Regions from separate parts of the Macaca mulatta genome. Here region 2 is linked to region 1. A link is a contact called in public Hi-C data. All regions are on one chromosome and are shown on one strand. The core of a region is the stretch at or near the end of the contact, and the rest is flanking DNA. Distances in the headings are between cores, read along the strand shown. Region 1 holds the start of SMARCC2 (SWI/SNF related, matrix associated, actin dependent regulator of chromatin subfamily c member 2). Region 2 holds the start of NABP2 (nucleic acid binding protein 2).

Region 1 (6,439 bases), core at 2,848-5,347:
GACAATAAAAGGGATAATCTTCAAGTAGCAAATTACCTCTGCCATATTTCCCTTCTTGGTCCAGATCCTCCATTTTGTAAACCATGGATCCTTCTTCCCTTCACAACATAGTTGTTGGTTGCCCTCTGCTGGTCAATTCTGGTCTTGGCTCTCCAGATATTTAAATATGAGAGCCTCTGCAAACTGGGATTTGGTAGGAAGGAGAATTGTGAGCATATGAGATTTTATAAATTAATTCAATACATAGTTGATCACATCTATAAGGCCTTGTAGAGAAGATGCAAATAAATAAAATACACAGTCCTAACTCTCAAGAAGCTTATATACCAGTCTGAAGATTAAAACATGTACACATAACTACTGTAAAAAACACCCATTTTTTAAACTGACTGGCTTATCTGTGTTTAATGTGTTTATATGCCACAGGGGAAGAAAGACTTCACATAATAAGATGAGGGCATAGGATGTGGTAGGCAACAAGTGGTCAGAGAAAACTCCACAGGAGAACCAACATTTAGGTGGAGAATGAGTAGAAAGTGTGGAAGAGAAAGATTATTCCAGGCAGAGAACACCATGAGCAAAGCTAAATAAGTACCAGGAACTAAAAGAATGCCAGTGGACAGAATGTAGTGAATATGAGCCGGGCACGGTGGCTCAAGCCTGTAATCCCAGCACTTTGGGAGGCTGAGACGGGCGGATCACAAGGTCAGGAGATCGAGACCATCCTGGCTAACACGGTGAAACCCCGTCTCTACTAAAAAATACAAAAAACTAGCCGGGCAAGGTGGCGGGCGCCTGTGGTCCCAGCTACTCCGGAGGCTGAGGCAGGAGAATGGCGTGAACCCGGGAGGCGGAGCTTGCAGTGAGCTGAGATCCGGCCACTGCACTCCAGCCTGGGCGACAGAGCCAGACTCAGTCTCAAAAAAAAAAAAAAAAAAAAAAAAAAAGAATGTAGTGAATATGGAAGAGTAGTGAGAGAAAAGGGGTCATATCCTGCAACATAGAAAGCAGCCATGCAAGGGTTTAAGGTCCCAGACTGCAGTGTGGATGCTTTAGTGCAGCTTTCTATGTATTACCTCGTATGGTGCCCGCAAATACCACTACTTTCCAGATGAAGGCTCTAGCTCAGCCTGCACTCACCCCTGAGAAAAGTGAGCATATCTGAGACATATTTAGCAGGTAAAATAAATGGAACGTGTTTTTATTTTATTTTATTTGAGACAGAGTCTCCCTGCATCACCGAGGCTGGAGTGCAGTGGCATGATCTTGGCTCACTGCAACCTCTGCCTTCTGGATTCAAGCGATTCTCTTGCCTCAGCCTCCCAAGTGGCTGGAATTACAGGTGCCTGGCACCACGCCCAGCTAATTTTTGTATTTTTAGTAGAGAGGGGGTTTCACTACATTGGCCAGGTTGGTCTTGAACTCCTGACCTCGTGATCCACCTGCCTAGGCCTCCCAAAGTGCTGGGATTACAGGAGTTAGCCACCACATCCAGCCCTGTTTTTGTTTTATTTTTATGTTAGCATATCAAGCGAGAAGTCCTTGCATGCAATTCAGTGAATGGTGGTGGTGGTAGACTGATAGGTAGCTGGAGTGATCAAGAGCATCAAAGAAGAGGGGCCTAAAGGATTTTGGAAAGTGTTAATGGTGAGGGGCAGGGAGGCAATGTGAGGGTCATGCTGGAAAGAACAGCCTGAGCAGTGGTATGAAGGTGGGAAACTCTAAGGTATAAATGTGTAGAAAGCTCTATGTATTACCCTAGAGCCCCCTGCCCTTTGGGATTCTTTTTGGACAAGAGGCTGTGTGAGAAGTACAAAAAGAACATCCTTGGCCAGGCACCGTGGCTCACACCTGTCATCCCACCACTTTGGGAGACTGAGGCAGGCGGACTGCTTGAGTCCAGGAGTTTGAGACCAGTCTGGGCAACATGGCGAAATCCCAGAACCCTGTCTCTACTAAAAATACAAAAAATTATCTGGGCGTGGTGGTGCATGCCTGTAGTCCCAGCTACTGAGGCGGGAGGATCGCTTGGGCTTGGGAGTTTGAGGTTGCAGTGAACTGAGATTGCACCACTGCACTGCAGCCTGGGCAACAGAGCAGGACCCTGTCTCAAAAACAACCCCCCAAAACAAACAACAAAATCTTCAACAAGCAGCCCAGATCCTCCCACAATCAGAAATTAGGGGACAGGAAAAATGGGGTGAGATGAGTATAAGAGGGTTAAAGGTTAAAGATGAGATTAATTTCCTCGCTTGGTTAATACATATAGATAATTTAAAACAGTACCTGGCACATAATAAGCACTCAATAAAAATTGAGAATAATCTTCCCACACCTTGGCTCTAGTTGGATCTGCAATGATGTTTCAATAGGCTACTCCCTTCTAGCCCTGTACACCTCAAGGAAATCCAGATGAGAGAATCCCCTGTTTCCTGGGTCTTCGGTGTAATTAGACCTACAAGGTGTGACTTCTGGTCATGAAATTTAGAGGAAACTCTAGGTTTGACTAATATTGCAAAACAGCCACTCACATTCCCAGACAAAATGTAACCCTTCAACCAAATCCTTCCCTATGCCCTCAAAAGAATGAGACATGTGCCAAAGCTCTCCCAGCAAGCCTGAAGTTATAAAATTCTGAAAATGCCTCACAGTCTAGCAGCCAACACAGTCGTACATAATTAAGCTTCCCAAGATCACTCCCATTCTCCCAAATACAGGGGTAAGACCTGTTGGCGGCTTCCTTTTGGAGAGAGAAAGTGCACGAAAGACACTTGTGAGAACTGGGGTTACCTTTACGTGTTGTGAAGTGGGATTTAAAAAGTCGCCGTCAGGCCGGGCGCGGTGCTCACGCCTGTAATCCCAGCACTTTGGGAGGCCGAGGCTGGCAGATAACCTGAAGTCGGGAGTTTGAGACCAGCCTAGCCAATACGGTGAACCCGTCTCTACTAAAAACGCAAAAAGTGTGGTGGCGCATGCCTGTGGTCCCAGCTACTCGGGAGGCTAAGGCAGGAGAATTGCTTGAACCCGGGAAGTGGAGGCTGCGGTGAGCCGAAATCGCGCCACTGCACTCCAGCCTAAGCAACGGAGCGAGACTCCGTCTTAATAATAAGAAAGAAAAAAAAAAAAAAGCCGTCACGAACAGGATTCGAACCTGTGCGGGGAAACCCCATTGGATTTCGAGTCCAACGCCTTAACCACTCGGCCACCGTGACTTCCAAAACCGCATTTTGCCGCGCGCTTACAGAAGGGGTCCGCACTGCAATCGGGGACTACATGCGGGAACCGGAAGCAGGGTACCGGCCTCGACGCGCACTCACCTGAGGACTCCCCACCCCTTGGTTCCTTACCTCCTATCTACGCCACCCAGAGAAAAAGAGTCGGATGGACCGGGTGACCCAGGGAAGGAGGGTCTCCTGCCTAGCGAAGAGTCGGAGTCTCAAGGAGCTCACACCTACTTAGGAGGTGACAGCGAGGCCAGCGGAGGAAGCAGTTGAGGAAGGCACTGGGTCCCCAAGGTGGCGGCTAGGGGACTTTTGGGTTAACAAGTGAAGGGGTTGCTGGGTGGACAAGCGCGAGGGGTGAGGGAGACTCAGAAAAGTTTAAATGGGGAGATGCTGGGAATGGATGGAAGGAAGGAACTTCTTGGGGAAAGGGTTTTGGGGTTTTGGGGGACGAGGGGCTCCGTCGGATTAGGAATGCGCAAGGTGAGGGCCACTCGGGGCAACGGGTTGGGGCTGCTCCAGCGACTGGCGGCCGCCTGGAGTGGGATAGCGAGGTGACACTAACGGGCTGAGGCAAAAAGAGGGAAGGGCTTCGCGTCTGGTAAGAGGGATCTCAGGAGAATGGCGCCCCCTCCAGGAAGAGTCCTTCTCCCCGGAGGCTCCCGCCGCCGCTGCCGGGTAGGCCACCAGGGTCGGCCCGCGCCTGGAGCTCCTCCGCCGCGCCCGGCCTGCCGGCAGGGGGCGCAGCGCGGACCGGGGCCGGCCCAGGCGGCGGGAGGCGGCGGCCGCGGCGGCGGGAGGCGGCGGGAGGCGGGCGGAGGAGGAGGCGGAGGAGGCGGGAGCTGAGCTGAGTGGGGCGGGCGGCGGCGGGGCCCGAGCCCGAGAAGATGGCGGTGCGGAAGAAGGACGGCGGCCCCAACGTGAAGTACTACGAGGCCGCGGACACCGTGACCCAGTTCGACAACGTGCGGCTGTGGCTCGGCAAGAACTACAAGAAGGTACGCGGGCCGGGCCGGGCCGCGCGGGGACCGGGGGCGGGACAAAGGGACCGCGGCCCTGCAGCTCCGGGATCCTGCCCACCCTCCAGGCGCCCCAGCCCCTCCCCTGCGGCCTTCGGAGCAGCCCCCCGCGCGCCCTCCCGCGCGCCCGCGCCCCTCCCCCAGCCTCCCTCTCCCCGCACCCCTAGCCTCCGAGCCTAGCCCCCGCCCCCACTGCTGCGCCCTCTGCCCCTTGTTTTTCTCTACTGCCCGGCAGGCCCCGGTGCCATTAGCCCACCTTCCCCTCAGCCATCGCCCTCCTGGCTCTTCTGGGAGAGGCGGCCGGCCGGGTGTGGACCGGGTGCCCAATGGGTTCCCCCGCAACCCGGAACGTGCCCGCCAGAGCTCCCCATGGAGCCGGGTACCGGTGGGGCTGAGGCCTCCCCGGTGCTTTGTGTATGTTCAGAGAGAGGATGGAAAGCAGGAGGGTAAACAGTCACAGAGCAAGTCGTTGGCTGCTCATCAGCTTGAAAAAGGTCCCCACCCAGGGATCACCTGTCTCCGCCGCTCATCCCCCACCTTCATCTAAGAGGCAACAGAATCTCTCAGGGAGCTGGGGTATAGGAGTTCCTGGGTAGCGACCCCTTCCAAAACCTTTCCTCGATTTTGCAGTGAAGTCACCCTGCAACCTAGCTTTGCAGTACCGTGGGTTTGGGGTCAAGAGGTTAGGGTGAGCGTTCTATCTCTAGCCCCTCACCCCGAAACCCCATAACTGGCGATCATAAGGTAGTGAACAAAGGGTTTAAGAATCCTTACCTGTCTTTTCTACTAGACCTCTTCGTGGTGTCGTCTTTGTCTCTAGGCCTGGTTTTCCCTGGAAATAGTCTGCCTCTCTTTTTCTCACTACCCTCAGAGAGGGGTTCTCTTTGTGGCTTTCTTTCAGCTCCCCATTTCTTCCTGCCGGCTTTGCAGCTCGTCAGAAGTGTGCTTAGTGGCTTAGGAGAACTTCCTACTGATCCTGATTATGAGCCTAGCCCTGCCCTTGGGGTCTCTCTGGGTGTCAGAATCTTGACAAATAGCTGCTATTTCTATGGCTTGTTTCTATGCCTGTGAGAGGCTCTTGCTTTGACCTTTTGCAGGGAGATCAAGCTAGGGGCTGAGCCTCCGGCCTTGGTGGGGATTGACAACTGTGACCTGGTTCAGCTTCCGTGCTCTTAGCTCTTTGTCATTTACCTTTCCCTTCACATATCTATCTCTCTTCACCTCTCACTGAGAGGCGCTGTCTTCTTTGTGATGAGGGGGGAGAAAACGGGTCAAAAGGTAAAAAGAAAGTCTCCTGGCTCAGGTTCAAATTATAATGGAAGGCTAGGATGCTACTAGGTAGCGAAGTGTGGAAATATTGAGGTAGAGCCAGGGTTACTTGTCTCGGATACAGTTTCCTCAGACAGGGTAGATGTTTTCTTGCTCTTCTCCATCAGGCTGGTGAGGCCCTTCCTGTCTAGGAGGGCTTATGAAGAACTTTATACCCAGTCTTCAGGAGCAAAATGCACAGGCTCACTCTCAGTCAGCTTGCCCTCCTTCACTTCCTTGTACCTTTTCTTGTTAGGCTACATTATAGGGGGAATCATGGCTTTACACAGAGTTCTCCTAAGAAATGTCTCTCTTAGAGCTCCAAAGGTATTGCTTCCATGATCTGAACTCTATAAACCTCCAGAATTTTAACAACCCTCAGTGCTGTTGGTTGAGGATGAGGTGCCAAGATAATAGGGTCCTGCAACTCTAATTTCAGAGTGTAGCTGAGGAAGAGTAGTAAGCTTCCCTGTTCTCCCCAACACTGGCCATCTGGGCTGGTGACAGCAGAATTTCAGCTTCCTGGTTGGGATGTCCAGAGCCTCCCTTTTGCCATTTTCTTTATAGAGACTAAATAGGGAGAAAGGCACTGTTTTCTTTGCTCCAGATACTTCCAGAGCCCCTGGGGGAGAAATGTGGAAGATAGTGGACAATTTATCTGAGATCTATTTTTCTTTCCTTTCCCTCTTTTCCGTTAGTATATACAAGCTGAACCACCCACCAACAAGTCCCTGTCTAGCCTGGTTGTACAGTTACTACAATTTCAGGAAGAAGTTTTTGGCAAACATGTCAGCAATGCACCGCTCACTAAACTGCCGGTGAGTGCAGAAGTAGGAGAGAGGGCGGGGGGTGGTGGTGGTGAGTCCACCAAACTGGAGAGTTGTATTTTAA
Region 2 (5,698 bases), core at 1,180-3,679, 44 kb before region 1:
GCCGCTGAGCAGCCCGCAGGGGGAGCCACAGGCTCCGCTGCCGCCGGATGCTGCCCGGTGGAACGCGGGAGTGCGGCCATTCCCGGAAGTTTCCCCCGGCTGGCCTCCTCCGGCCAATCAGCACCGCCCGGGCGCGCCCTGCGTCCCGCCGCCTGCCCTGCCCAGCCAATCGGGATCAGAGACTCGTGCGCCGCGAAGGGGGCGAATTTCAGGTATTAAAGGAACCTTGGAGATCGTTGGCTCTGCAGGGGGAAAGATCCACCACTAGAGGGCGCACAGGGCCCTAATTCTTAACTTGGCTGGGGAGAATGCACTTAGGCTCTAAGACGTTTGTTAGGCTCTAAGAGTGACACAATGGGAAAAGGAGCAAGGGCTTCGGAATCTGGCGGACAAAAGTTTGAATCCTGGCTCAATGCTTCACTTCCTTTCTCGACTATTTAAACATATGTAATTCCAATTCCGCTAGGCGCGGTGGTTCACGCCTGTAATCCCAGCAAGTAGGGAGGCATAGGCTGGAGGATAGCATGAGTCCAGGAGTTCCAGACCTGCCTAGGAAATATAGCGAGACCCCATTCGCCACAAAAAGGGGAAAAAAAAGACAAAAAATATGTAATTCCATCTTACGAGAAAACGGAAGTTATATTTAAAAAAGTGCCTTGCACACAGTAGGCACACACGGTTTCCTCCCTTTTTATTGCTCTAACCCTTATCTTTGTTCCTGATTTGAGGTTCTCATCTTTAAGGCACTATCCAGCTTGGTCAAGGTCTCTGGGAAAAGTGGCATTTATACCAGAGACAAAAGGCAGGCTCACCCTTCTTGGAAGAGATGGAACCTGCGGCATAGAGGGAAACATTTGTTAGGCCCTCTTTTTTTTTTTTTTTGAAACAGAGTCTCCCTGTGTAACCCAGGTTGGAGTGTAGTGGTGCAATCTTGGCTCACTGCAACCTCTGCCTCCCTGGCTCAGGCGATCCTCCCACCACAGCCTCCGTAGTGGCTGGTACTACAGGTTCACACTACCATCCTCGGCTAATTTTTGTGTGTGTATATATATATATACATATATATATATATATATATATATATATTTTTTTTTTTTTTTTTTGTAGAGACAGAGTTTTGCCATGTTTCCCAGGCTGGTCTCAGACTCCTCAAGCGATCCGCCCACCTCGTCCTCCCAAAGTGCTAGGATTACAGGCGTGAGCCCTTGCACCTGCCCGCAAAGGAGTCTTGCTCTGTCGCCCAGGCTGGAGTGCAGTGGTGCGATCTCGGCTCACTGCAACCTCTGCCTCCCGCATTCAAGCGATTCTCCTGTGTTAGCCTCCCTAGTAGCTGGGATTACAGGCACCTGCCACTACGCCCAGCTACTCTTTTTGTATTTTTAGTAGAGACGGGGTTTCACCATGTTGGCCAGCCTGGTCTCAAACTCCTGACCTCACGATCCACCCGCCTCGGCCTCCCAAAGTGTTGGGATTAAAGGCGTGAACCACCGCGCCCGGCCATACTACTCTTACCTTACTTGATCGCAGAGTCCCTCTAGAGGACGGCAGAAAGGAGGCCTGAAACTTTAGTTCCTTTCGGGACCTGTCAAATTGTCCACAAAAGGCAGCTAGCTCTGTATTGTTGTGTATAAACAAATTACATAAAGATATGTGTGTGTGTGTATGCGTGTATTAATGTGCATTAGCATTTACTTAGCCAATGTCCACAATAAATACCATACTATTTGATACCAGATTAGCCTAGGAAGTCATGTAATTGTAATGCCTTGGTTTGTTTAATTAATCCCCTATCTTCTCATGGAGCTCTTTAGGCTCCACATTGACTTCCCTTGGATCCCAGATTCTCTACCGCCCACATCCCCAACACCACAGTGTGTAAGCTAAGGAAATCAAACCCCAACTCAGGAAGACGGAAATTTTTTCTCCCTTCCTTCCTTCCTCTTAGGTGTTTCAGGGAACTCCACAAGTGTTCGAGGAGCCATCGTGGATACGGCAGGAGAGCGCCTGGGAGAGAGGCAGACAACCCATTGAGCACCCCAGATCTAAGCTTTGCGGTCAGACTCCCTCACTCCCCACCCCGCGGCCGCCTTGTTACGAAGCTCTAGGATGCTGACCAGGTCTCTGGAAAAGGGAGAGGGGCCGGACCCGCAGCAGGTCACGCTGCAGGTCTGCCTCTCCGCAATGATCTCGCACCAATCTGCGTCAGCTCTAAGACACAAGTCACCTGCACCCCTCCAAAGCGAAGCGTGGCCGGCCAGGCCCACACGTTCTTGTCGGGAAGAACACAGAGTTCTCCCTCCCAAAGGACTATATAGTCCTGGCTAGGCCTATATAGACTCTAGACTAGACTTCCGGTCTAGAGTGGAGGCCTGGCCAGCCTTCGTCCCTCCTGGTAGGCCGCTGGTGGCTGGTAGTGTAGGGGCTGAGTTAAACAAAGAGGCGGGGTTTGGTGACGAGCTTCCGCCGGGTTGCGTAGCAGCGGTGGGCGGGGCAAAGGATCCGTCTGAGAAGGCGACGAGTGGTCGGAGTCTTCTTTCCCCTCCTTCCCCTTTCCCTTCCCTACCCGGGAGAGGCTAGGACCCGGCACCAGGGCACTACTGTGGCCGCTGCGGCCTCAGCTCCGACTGGGTCAGGTTGCGGAGACTCCAGGCCGCTTCCAGGGCGGTGCGTACTGCGCCTGCGCGATCTTCCACCTAAAAGAGGGTGTGGGAGGGGAGGAGGTGATGTCCCAGGGGTATTGGGGCGGGGGGCTGAAATACTGGGGTTCAGAAGGAGGGATGGTGGTAGAGATAAAAATGTGGGCAGGGAAGCAGCACGGGCGAGGAGTCGGGAGGTGAGAAGGGGGCCCTGGAGATTGGGCTGTTGGGGAAGGTCCGTTGGAATAGGGGAGCTTTGAGAAGTGCGGGAGCGGCCAGAGCTAGCTGGAGGACCCGCAGCCGCGGACCTGGGGGAACAGCGTGGTGTTTAAATGGGCAATGATTGACGGGCCAGAAGCGGAGGAAGGGAGCATTCCGGGGGCCAGCCTGGGCAGGGGCGGTGGAACCTAAACCCCCGCCCTCCAAGCGCCATAGCTTGGCTCCTCTCCCATGCCTTGTCTTTGGCAGCCTTGTCCTCTCATTCCTTCCCCACTCCTCACCCCCTCCCAGCCCTCCATGAAGGAATCTCACATTCTTCACATCCGTGCGCTTGGTTTGCAGCCTGGCTCTCTGACAGGTTTCACACACCACACACTGGAAGGCCTTCCCTAACTCAGGACTTTGGGAAATTGGGGAGTGGGGAGGAGGGGGCCAGAGGCAGAGCAGAAAGCCAGGAGGGGTGAGGGCGTTTTGCTTGAGGGATTGACAAACTGCTTCCCTATTCAGAAACTTCATTTCACCTAATAGCAAGTGGGGCTGTTAATGAGGCCACTGTTCTTAGGGACTGGCCCGTGATAGTGTTATCCTTTTCTATAGAGGGGTTTTAGAGTCTCACAATAGGGCGAGAGGCTGATAGTGTCGTTGGCTGATAGTTTTGCCCCAAATAAGAATGGAGTGGACTAGTGGTAGAGAATGTGAGTGATGCAGTGTTACTACCTTGCATGTCCAGCCGACCGACCTGTGGCTAGGCCTACCTTCTAGTAAAAAGAAGGAACAAGCTTCTTTCAAGCATTTCCTCTCCGACTCTCAGTACTCTAAATTTATTTTGCGTTATATATATATTTTTAAGACGGAGTCTCACTCTTATCACCCAGGCTGGAGTGCAGTGGCACAATCTCGGCTCGCTGCAACCTCCTTCTGGATTCAAGCAATTCTCCTGCCTCAGCCTCCTGAATAGCTGGGATTACAGGGACCTGCCACCATGCCTGGCTAATTTTTTGTATTTTTAGTAGAGATGGGGTTTCACCATGTTGCCAGGCTGGTCTCAAACCCCTGACCTCAGCCTGGCACGGTGGCACACACCTGTAATCCTAGTACTTTGGGAGGCCGAGGCGGGCAGATTGCCTGAGCTCAAGAGTTCGAGACCAGCCTGGGCAACACAGTGAAACCCCGTCTCTACTAAAAATATAAAAAATTAGCTGGGCATGGCTGTGTGCGCCTGTAGTCCCAGCTACTTGGGAAGCTGAGGCAGGAGAATTGCTTGAACCCGGGAGGCAGAGGTTGCAGTGAGCTGAGATTGCGCTGTTGCACTCCAGCCTCGGCAACAGAGCGAGACTCTGTCTCCACACGGTTCCCTCCGCCCCAAAAAAAAAACCCTGACCTCAGGTGATCGGTCCACCTCGGCCTCCCAAAGTGCTAGGATTACAGTCATGAGCCACTGCACCTGGCCTTATTTTGTATTCTGTTGCTACAAATAATCTTACTTTAGGATAACAGTATTTAGTATCCTTTCATATTCATTTATTTATTTATTTATTTTTGAGACCGGGTCTCACTCTGTCACCCAGGCTAATGTACAGTGCTGCAATCTCTGCTCACTGCAGTCTCTGCTTCCTGGGCTCAGTTGATCTTCCTGCTTCAGCCTCCTCAGAAGCCGGGACTACAGGCACTCATGCCACCATGCCTGGCTAATTTTTGTTTTTTTTGTAGAGACAAGGTTTCACTATGTTGCCCAGGCTGGTCTCAAACTCTTGGACTCAAGTGATCCACCCACCTCGGCCTCCCAAAGCGCTGGGATTACGGATGTGAGCCACTGCGTCCAGCCTCCTTTCATATTTATTTCATTTGATTTGCAGGACAGTATGTATAAGAGGTGTGCATGTGTTTATACGTGTATACACATACACACATATAGACACCTTATATTAGGCCGGGCACAGTGGCTTACGCCTGTAACCCCAGCACTTTGGGAGGCCAAACGTGACGGATCACATGAGGCCAATCTGAGACCAGCCTGACCAACATGTTGAAACCCCGCCTCTACTAAAGTATAAAACTTAGCCTGGCATAGTGACACGTGTCTGTGATCCCAGCTACTCAGGAGGCTGAGGCAGGAGAATTGTTTGAACCTGGGAGGTGGAGGTTGGCATGAGCTGAGGAGATCGTGTCACTGCACTCTATCCTGGGCGACAGAGCAAGACTCCATCTCAAAAAAAAAAAAAAAAAAAGAAAAAATAGGCCAGGCATGGTGGCTCACGCCTGTAATCCCAGCACTTTGGGAGGCCCAGGTGGGCGGATCACAAGGTCAGGAGATCGAGACCATCCTGGCCAACATGGTGTAACCCCGTCTCTACTAAAAATACAAAAACTAGCTTGGCATGATGGCGCACACCTGTAGTCCCAGCTACTTGGGAGGCTGAGGCAGGAGAATCGCTTGAACCCGGGAGGCAGAGGTTGCAGTAAGCTGAGATCATGCCACTGTACTCCAGCCTAGCGACAGAGCAACACTCTGTCTCAAAAAAAATATATGTATATATAAAATATATATAATACTTCTATATATTATATATACGTTATATTAATATATGAGGCAGGTCTCATTTTTCTCTACTTGACAGTTAAAGAAACAGAAAAACTACAGCAGGGTTACTTGACTTGTTTAAATGTGTACATTTATGGGTGGGCGCAGTGGCTGGTGCCTGTAATCCCAGCACTTTGGGAGGCTGAGGTTGGAGGATTGCTGGTGCCTGCCCAGGAGTTAAAGACCAGCCTGGGCAACGTGTCCAAACCCCGTGTCTACCAAAAATACAAAAATTAGTCAGGCGTGCTAGTGTGTGCCTGTG

Evidence for each region. A called contact is a pair of places that touch in the nucleus more often than the background predicts.
Region 2: a contact with region 1 is called in a Hi-C map of liver, with 1.7 times the contacts expected there. The contact joins the promoter of NABP2 here to the promoter of SMARCC2 in region 1. A contact is called at or near these places in 4 of 14 Hi-C or Micro-C datasets (blood, fetal cortex germinal zone, liver and 1 more).

The regions. Positions count from the first base shown.
Region 1 is chr11:63,339,968-63,346,406 of T2T-MMU8v2.0, reverse strand. It overlaps SMARCC2 (SWI/SNF related, matrix associated, actin dependent regulator of chromatin subfamily c member 2), which reads left to right and starts at 4,097. Exons shown (of 28, transcript XM_077954501.1): 1 at 4,097-4,219; 2 at 6,247-6,366. The coding sequence starts at 4,109. TRNAS-CGA (transfer RNA serine (anticodon CGA)) reads right to left here and starts at 3,212; the gene lies at 3,131-3,212.
Region 2 is chr11:63,383,135-63,388,832 of T2T-MMU8v2.0, reverse strand. It overlaps NABP2 (nucleic acid binding protein 2), which reads right to left and starts at 2,429. Exons shown (of 7, transcript XM_077954532.1): 1 at 2,115-2,429. It overlaps RNF41 (ring finger protein 41), which reads left to right. Exons shown (of 8, transcript NM_001194648.2): 2 at 2,497-2,521.